Regions from separate parts of the Mus musculus genome. Here region 1 is linked to region 2. Evidence: chromatin contacts called from public HiChIP or PLAC-seq data. All regions are on one chromosome and are shown on one strand. The core of a region is the stretch at or near the end of the contact, and the rest is flanking DNA. Distances in the headings are between cores, read along the strand shown. Region 1 overlaps Bmp6 (bone morphogenetic protein 6). Region 2 has its middle 8.3 kb from the start of Gm47990.

What was found. HiChIP or PLAC-seq counts read pairs in DNA pulled down with a chosen protein or histone mark.
Region 1: a contact with region 2 is called in an H3K27ac HiChIP or PLAC-seq map of extraembryonic endoderm stem cells. The contact joins two enhancer-like sites. A contact is called at or near these places in 4 of 115 datasets of contacts at active chromatin or transcription factors (differentiating embryonic stem cells, embryonic fibroblasts, extraembryonic endoderm stem cells and 1 more) and 1 of 9 other capture datasets (embryonic stem cells).

The regions. Positions count from the first base shown.
Region 1 is chr13:38,449,257-38,453,528 of GRCm38.p6, reverse strand. All of the region lies in intron 1 of Bmp6 (bone morphogenetic protein 6), which reads right to left. Among named protein-coding and RNA genes, the nearest start is that of 4930579J19Rik, 10 kb to the left of the region's middle. Within about 2 kb of position 2,733, at least 31 of the 459 cell types and tissues checked have an H3K27ac peak or open chromatin away from gene starts, as enhancers often do. A contact at or near this core is called in extraembryonic endoderm stem cells, where this site is marked.
Region 2 is chr13:38,310,026-38,314,422 of GRCm38.p6, reverse strand. No RefSeq gene overlaps it. Among named protein-coding and RNA genes, the nearest start is that of Gm47990, 8.3 kb to the left of the region's middle. Within about 2 kb of position 1,897, at least 51 of the 459 cell types and tissues checked have an H3K27ac peak or open chromatin away from gene starts, as enhancers often do. A contact at or near this core is called in extraembryonic endoderm stem cells, where this site is marked.

The DNA.
Region 1 (4,272 bases), core at 1,484-3,983, 140 kb before region 2:
TGCAGAAGATATGGGTAGGCAGATGGTGTGAGAATCACAGCACTCCTTTCTAGCTGGGTCCAAATGGTTTAACCATTCTCAGTCTCTCGAGGTGGCCATAAAAAAACTAGACAGGGTTTTGTTATTTTATCATGTATTGGACTATGGCTTCAAAATTCCTTTTTAGTGGATTTGCCTCTGTTTACTCTTTGGTGAGGAAGCCTCTTGAGATGAGGTGGGAAAAGTGACAAGACATTTTGTTGCAAAACATAGTCAACAGACCTGCTCCTGGGACCACTAGAAAACACAACCGTTTCTTTCATTGTGAGCCTTGTTTAGCAGACTCTCTACCACCAGGGACTGTGTTAACATCTGCTTATCTGACCAATACCTTTTTACTGCTTCCAGGAAAAAGTCTAGGAGAGGCAAAAATAAAAGCCTTCAAACTGGAAAATCATCTCCTAAGTAATTGAAGTTCAACTATGCTGGATTGGGGCAACTGCTGCTAAAACTGGGTGGCAAAAAACAAAAAAACAAAAAAACAAAAAAACAAAAAAACCCACAACAACAACAAAAAAGCCCTAAAACATTAAATCCTTGCTTTTGCCACAGTGGACTTAACCATAACAATGGAGCTATTTGCTTCAATGAAACATTAAAGTTTTGAAAGTAAAAAAAAATAAATAAATAAAAATAAAAAAATAACCAACAGGCTAGTCCCCTGCTTCAGTTCCCAAGGTCACCAAGGCTCATATTCCTATCAAATTACACCACATCTGATAACCTATTATACTCCGTGGCACAGCACTCAGTGTGCCAAGCACAGCGATGTGGGTAGAGTCCTTTCTCATGGTCCTTTCCAACTTCTCCCGAGGGTGGTTGGCACAGGGCAGCCTAGCACATATACCTAGCCAGAGCCACCTGTACACAGCCCTCCTCAAGCTTCGTCCCTGTAACAGGCCAGTGGCGAGGGAAAAAAGAAAACGCAGGTGTCTCAGAGGCGAGGCGGGTAAGGATGTGGAGTTCTGTTTTGTCCCATCTGGTTCAAGTGCCCTCCTAGATGCTCCTAGCAGGCTGTGCTGGGTAGCTGTCTGCATCCACAGTGTGGCGTCCTTTCATTCTCAGGTTCACAACTCGAGGCATCAACACACAACCCATTAAGACCCTCGTCACCTGGTGCCATCACCTGGTGGCCTTTAGTTTGACTAGATCTTCCAGTGTGTGCCTGCCCTTGCTGGCTCGTGTCCCTCCGCAGCCTGTAGCAGGTAGCAGTGTGCATTTGTCCAGTGAGGGGACGACACCCCCAAAGGCAGCAGGACTGCATTTCTCAAGCACAGGCTGGCCTGACAACAGCAAGCTCACACACGGGAATATTTTCCAGCCAAACTAAAAGCCAAGGCATCATGAGATGATGGTGAAGGTCTTCACAGGGTTGTGTGTTGATGCCTGGGTGGGGGTGTGTGGGTGTGGGCTCTAAACCCAAGAATGAAAAGACACCACCATGGAATGAAAAGACACCACCATGGCGGTGCAAAGAGCTTCCTAGTCCAGCTATGCGATCTGCATACAAACAGACCAGGGCCTCTCCTTTCCTTTAATAGACAAAACTTGGATCCCAGGCCCCTGCAAAAACATTAACAAAATGTTTCTCCCAACATGGCTCCAAGAGAATGGCTTGCCTTTTCTGTACTTCCCCCCCCCCCCCCCCAAGTCCCCAAGACTCAGTTGAGCTGCTTCTGTGCAGCCCTGTTGGATTCTCAATGTACTTGAAAAGGTAACATTCTCTGCTTGGCCAAACTCATACAAACTCACTGGGGCCAAGTGTGAGACTATCTGACTGGAAACAGACAAGACAGAGAACACCCCAGAACGCTGGAGGAGAGAAAAATCCACAGCCTGTCGCTTCCACTTTGCTGTCTCAAGAGAAACGTAACCTCTCAGCTAACCAGGTAGTCCTGACCAGAGCAATGCTATTGTAAAGCTGTCCTATTCCTGAGGCCCCCAGAGATGCCAGCCTACCAAGGCATTTGGGAATCCTTTCCCTCCTACAGGGCGACCACGATCAGTAACATAGAGCCAGGAAGAAAAATTAATCTGGGAACCTTTCAAGTGTGACAGATTAGTGGCAGGCTCTTATTTATAGTTTTTCATTTGGTTTTGATTTACTAATTAACGTGGGGTAAGGAAAATACGCTCTGGGTTGAGTTGAAGCCTGTTCTCTCACAGTGTCTCATCTCAGCTTCCCGGGGCCGTTGGTGAAATGTGACTTTTGGATCTGCTGCTCCTCAATAATGCCCATGTCTAACATGACTTTGCCATGTCACTTCAGGATTGAGCTTAGGAAAAAACCAGGCTGGAGAAGTGCATTCTTATCCAAGCCTATATCTGAGGGGAGGGGAGCAGAGCAGAACAATGGGAACAACAAAGTGGCCAGCCAAAGGTTTCTCAGTTTCTCCCTCTCTGCTCTAATTCAAAACATTATACTTTATTATTGCGGCCCACACCAGACGGCGCATTCTTCGCTCTGGTGATTCACTTCGGGTTTTTTTTTTTTTTTTTTTTCCCCTCCTGACCACACAATGGACAGAGGATCCCCGTGTGAAGTGACCGATTTGCCTCCGGACCCGGTCCAAGCTAAACTGTTCACTTGACATTCTGTTTTCCCAGAAGCACAGCAGGTCCTCGCCCATAGGAGAGGGTCCACAGGGTGGGTGGCTCCCCACCTCCCCCTGGCTAAGTCACAAGGTCTCAGATCACAGGAGGATGAGATCAGCAAGCAGGCATTTCCGCAGGTTTGCAGGAGTGAGCGGAGCAGAACAGTAAAGATAGGCCGAGGGCAGCAAGCATCTCGGACTTGACTTTTGACCTGGGGGTTTCTTGAGAGCAACATTCCAGCCTCACCAGAGCTCTGAGATAATAAAGAGCCAACGTCCACAGAGCGGAAAGGGGACAGGCAGGGCTGGGGGGGATTGGGTAACTCAGTGGCAGAGCACTTGCTGCGGGGAACATGTGGAAGACCTGAGATCTCTCCCCAACACTGAATATAAAAGGGTGAGAGGTGATGTAGGAGGAAGGAGGCGGGGTTGTTGAGGATATCAATGAGCATGCGCCAAGCATGCGCCTGGGAAGAATGTACTGTACCAACAAAAGGCATCAGCCACGCAGTAAAGGCATACAATCACACAGATTAGAGCCCACTCCTCATCAGCGTACGATCACCCTAACTTCATATTTACAAATGAGGTGTGTTGGTACTGCATCTTGGCTGGTACCTCAAGGAAAGGGTTGCCTCAGCATGGGCCCACAGAGGGACCCCCTCCCCCCACACCAGACTGCGCCCTCAACCAAACATCTCCCTGGATCCTCTCTTATCTTTTTACAAAACACAACAATGTACACTTGGTACAATGGGGTGTCACATCTTGATGCCCACACGGCTGGCACTTTGCCTTGACTTGTCTCTTTCTGTCTGGTATCAGCAAGAAGCAAGGTAAAAGGTGGGCGGGAATAAGTCACCAGCAATTATGCAAACCGTCGTCAACCAACTATATTTCCCACCAATTCTTTTACCAAAGCAACGAAACAGCAACCAGCAACTAATGGTCTCTCTTCTCGGAAGCTGACAAGAAGAACCCAGGACGGAATAAACGGCAAAGGACAGTTTGCCATTGGGGAACTCAAATCTAGGTTGGCAAAAGGTGTTGGGAGAGCCTCTCCAGGTAGACATGGCTCCCCGTGGTACCATGGGGAACCCAAGAAAACAGCTGGGAATAATCTGCCCAAGATGGAGAACACAAGAAAGCAAGCATGGCGCCTATTCTGGAAAGGATTTGACTGGGATGGAAGGACCTGACTGACGGAGTAAGGAGGGACAGGCTGGCTTTTGAGAGCTCCCTTTTGAACCAAAGAGGAACCCACCCGCCCAGGCTTGGCCACAGAGAGGGAGTGTTGTATGGGACGGCAACACTATGGTCCACCAACCCCAGACGTTGCTGACTGTGTAGTCTCAAGACCTACATCACCTGCCTTCCCCCGCCTTGCTATGCTGGAGACCTCGTATGATTAGGCAGGGCTAAGCCAGAAAGTACAGAGCAAGCAAAACGAGATTTCGGAACGCCTGTGTGACTTTCTTGTCTGTGTTGTCACTTTACCATTGGTTTTTATGGCCTCAAACAAAATGCCAATGGAAACAAAACTTAAAGCTGGGGTCTATTTTCTTGGACAGGCTGACATTTAATCTCAAAGAGCCTCAGCTATGTGGCTACATGAAGCTCTATGCCCTTCAAACAACAC
Region 2 (4,397 bases), core at 648-3,147:
AAGAGCTATGCGCTGAAGGTGTGGTCCCCATAGTAGAAGCACTGGGAGGCAGTAGAACCTCTAAGATATGGGACTTACTCCCCACAAGATGGAACCCATACCTGGCACTGTTATCAGGGCCAAGAACCTATGGCTGAATAGGTCATAGGCCCCAGAGAAGAGCTAATATTATTATCTGCTAAATGGGCAATACCATTAAAATAATTCCTCATGCTATATTGTTATACCTCCAGACCAGAGCATCTCTCACCTCTCATCAGAGGGGCTTATCCTCCCAACAGATGACAATTATCACAGAAACCCACTGTCAACATGCAGAGAATAAAAGACTGCAGTGCTCAGCCTTAAAGGGGAGCATCTTTATCATACTCCAGCCCTCCAAGCCTCAGCATCTTTGAGGAAGAGGGAGCAGAGAGATTGCAAGTCCCAAAGACGCTAGATGACCTCAAGGAAATGGTTATTTTCTAGATACAACAGGGCAGTTGCACATAAAAACTCACAGAGATTGTGACAGCCCACATGAGACCCGTGCAAACTCAACCCAGATAAAATCCTAGTGGGGAGGTGGCCATGAAGTTCCACCATAGCTACTGAGGGAAAGAAAGTCAATTTTCTCTAAGGGTGTGACCCATGCTCTAGGGAAGGCCCCACACTAAGAATATTTGGATAATACAAACTGGACTTGAAAGTTTTATTTTAGTTTTATTGTTGTTGTTGTTGTTGTTGTTGTTGTTGTTTTTCTTCAGGAGAGAGAACATGAGTCACAAAGGGGGTGAATCTGGGAGGAGCTGGGATGAATATGATAAAAACGCACTGTATGAAATTATCAAATAATAAAAATATTATAGTCTAAAAGACCAGACCTGCAAGAATGAGAAGAGAGAGAGAAAAAGAGAGAGAGCGGGAAGAAGAAGGAGGAGGGGAGGAGGAGGTGAAGAAGGAGAAGAAGGAGGAGAAGGAGAAGAAGAAGGAGAAGGAGAAGGAGGAGAAGGAGAAGGAGGAGGAGAAGGAAGAAGGAAGAAGGAAGAAGGAAGAAGGAAGAAGGAAGAAGGAAGAAGGAAGAAGGAAGAAGGAAGAAGGAAGAAGGAGTAGTAGTGGGGGGTTATTGGGTATGTGCCACATCATCAAAGGAGATTATAGGACACCTTCCTATCTCTCATTTTACCTCATGGCTATCATGACGTAGAAACACCTGGTCTGCCGTGTGTTCTAACTATGATGTACTGTTACACCACAGGCCTAGAGCAGCAGGGCTTATTAGCCATGGGTTGAAACCTCTGAAGCCAAGAGCCAGGAGTAGCCTTTTCTCCTAAAGTTTTTCATTTCAGGGTAGTTTCTCTCCAGTCTTAGAAAGCTGACTCACCCGATGGGACATTTATACTATTCACCGGATCAAGCCTCACTTTATTTATTCAAAATGGAGATGATGGCTACCCCCAGAACATGTGTTTAGGGTGTGGCAATGTCTAGAGTGTAAGGAGCTTTGTCAAAACCAAGGTGTTATAAGGTCAAAATGGCAGCTCGGCCTCAGCTGCTGGGAACAAGCACCCAAACCAATCAGATTGGGTTTGGCAGCACCAAGCCAATCAGATTGCAGTGTCGGCTTAGCAGCGCCAGTCAGAGGTGTCATCTCCATGTTTCCCACCTCCTCTGGGTCGTTCTTTGTCTTCTGCTTCTGTTAAGTTGCTCTTGGTTCTGGCGTTGTTCCTTTAATGAGATGGACCTTTGGTTTGACTAGCCCAGGTCCCTTCCTGTACATACCCTTTGCTAGCCTTGACCTCGTACTATTTGCTAGCTTTCGAAATTTGACATCACCTGGCAATATTAGACTGTCCTAATGTTTCTCACCTCTCAGAAACTGGCAAGCCAGGGCAGTGACTCACCCTCCCAGAGGATAGGGCGAGGCTGCTGAATGTAAACAGAAGGCTAGCAGCACCTGAGTTGTCTCCGGGAGGAGCTCTGGGATCCTTAAAGGTACTGTGGGGTCGGGTTTGAAAGAGATCATTGTGGGCTGCCTCTCACGCCCTCATCAGCTGCAGCATGAAACACTGTCAGAGCTGTGTGGCTCAGCAGCAAGCTCCTTCCAGTTTCGTGGCTATGCAGAGAGATTTCCCCATGTTATGACGGCAGCCATTTAGAAGCAAGATTTTTCTTCTAGTCCACGCCATCTGCTTCCTCCCCTGCCAGCGCACCTTCCTCCACATTCCACACCAGCAAACCGGGAAAGGGAGCAATGGATCAACCAGCAAATGCCTCGCTCACTATTAACCCCATCCCAGTCCTGTCCTGAAGGATAGCCACTAGGAAAAGCTTCAAGTCCCTGTCTAATGGTGCCCTCAGAGGGCTGCCTTAGCCTTGAAGTGGCTTAGGCAATGGTAGCAGTAAGTTCCCACCATCCCTCCCCACCCCCACTCCCCACACATCCCAACACACACACACACACACACACACACACACACACACACACATACACACACACACACACACACACACACACACACACACACACACACAAATACTGGATTTAATGGCCTTATCTCTACTTACAGCTCTACTCACAGTCCAAGATAAAGTATCTAAACAGAGTCTCTGGAATAAAAAGTTAGTAACCAGAGATGTTCAATCGGTGGGAAAAGGAAGGAAAGGGAAGCAGGAGAGAAAGACCAGAGGCAGGGGGAAGAGAGAAGGGTGGCAAGGAAGGAGGGGAGCAAGAGGGAGAGAGAAGAAGGGAGGAAGGGGAAAGAAAGGATGGGGGAGGGGATGTCAGAATGGAGAAGAAAGAATGAGAAGAGGAAAAAGCCAGGGAAGGGAAGAAGGGGAAAGAAGCAATGGTCTTGGCTAAGGTTTCTCTGGTTTGTGGTTACCACACCTCCTTTTGTCACATAGCGTCCGATGAATTCTACGAGACCAACCCTTGTCTGTAAATGAAGTCCCACCCTTTGTTTAAACAAATTCAGGTTGGTTTCTGATAGCTATGGACTATAGTTGGCTTTGGCTCATCCCCTTCCATGTATCTCCCCTTTCTTGGCAACTACCTGTATAGTCCATTCTGCTAACTGCACTTTCTCTTTGGGGAATGTGAGTCCAGAATAGAACTATGACGCAAGTGTATATTAATCAGTATAACCCAACCACAGTTGAAGGTTCATATTGACCTATCAAAAGCAAGATAATATAAAGAGGTTTTAAGAGATCTTCTGGAAATTTCTAGAACAGAGCTCTCACATCTTAAGGAGGAAGCTTATTGATAGCTGTATTATAAACACACAAAAAATATAACGTCATAGAAGGCTAACTGTAAAGTTAGAAAAGGGCTTTATCATATAAAGTATCATTTAACTGTCAAATCAAAGCACTGTTAAAGTCTCTCTTCCTCAGACTGTTCGATGGATCCCCGTAAGAAATGTTTAACTACGTTCTTGAGATGCTGTTCAAACATACGTACTCTCAACTTGGTCAGCGTGTGTTCAGAGAGAATGAAAATAGCATAGGAAAAGAGTCTTTGATTGGAAGGTGGGAGCTTCCAAGATATTAGCTTTCGTTGCCGCTAATTACCTCAGGAACCCCAGACAAGTGATGGGCCATCAAGCCCTGCCGTTTGCTTACAGAAGGATTCCCTTCCAGATCTAACATTCTATGACTTCTTCTGTAGGTCACAAGTGTCAACGTTTATCAATTTCCATGGGAGCAGTTTATAATCATAATAGCTGAATTATACCAGCTTCTCTCTTAGTAATAACACATCAGCAAAAATAAAAACATTTCATTTCTATTAGAACTCTTACCATGAGGCAAGAAACCCAAAACTGTAGTTATGACAGGCAGAGAGGGAAATGAAAGAATTTCCAGCTGCACCCTGTTTATAAAAGCCAATGTACAAAAATCATTCCTGTGTTATAATAACCAAGAAGTCCATGGCTTAGTGGCCCCGCTGGCCACACCCAGCCGAGGAATATCCTTCCCCTGACTTGTATGGTTGTGGTTGGCTCTAACAATGGAAGGAGCGGCTGGCCCATCGGGCTCTCCAAAAGGATCTCAGGGTGTGATATTCAATTCAGGCTGAGTTAGCTGGAGAATGCATGATCTCTTTAGAGTTAGGATTTGTTACTGATATTATTCTTCAAGGCATTTTTTTAATTGTTAGGGATTGTTTTGTTTATTTCTGTGTGGCTTGGTTACTGCTAAGAAAATAAAACTTGCCCCAGCCCTGAAACCCGAAGCTGAGACTCCAGGTTCTCTCAATGGAAAGAATAACAAAACCCAAACCAGTACAACTGACTTGTATCACAAAGAGCGCATAGAAGAGAGAGAGAGAGTAAGTCTGTATGTGTATATGTGTGTGTATGTGTGTGTGTGTAGGTCTGTGCGTGTGGATGTGTTATGTGTGGTGTGTGGTG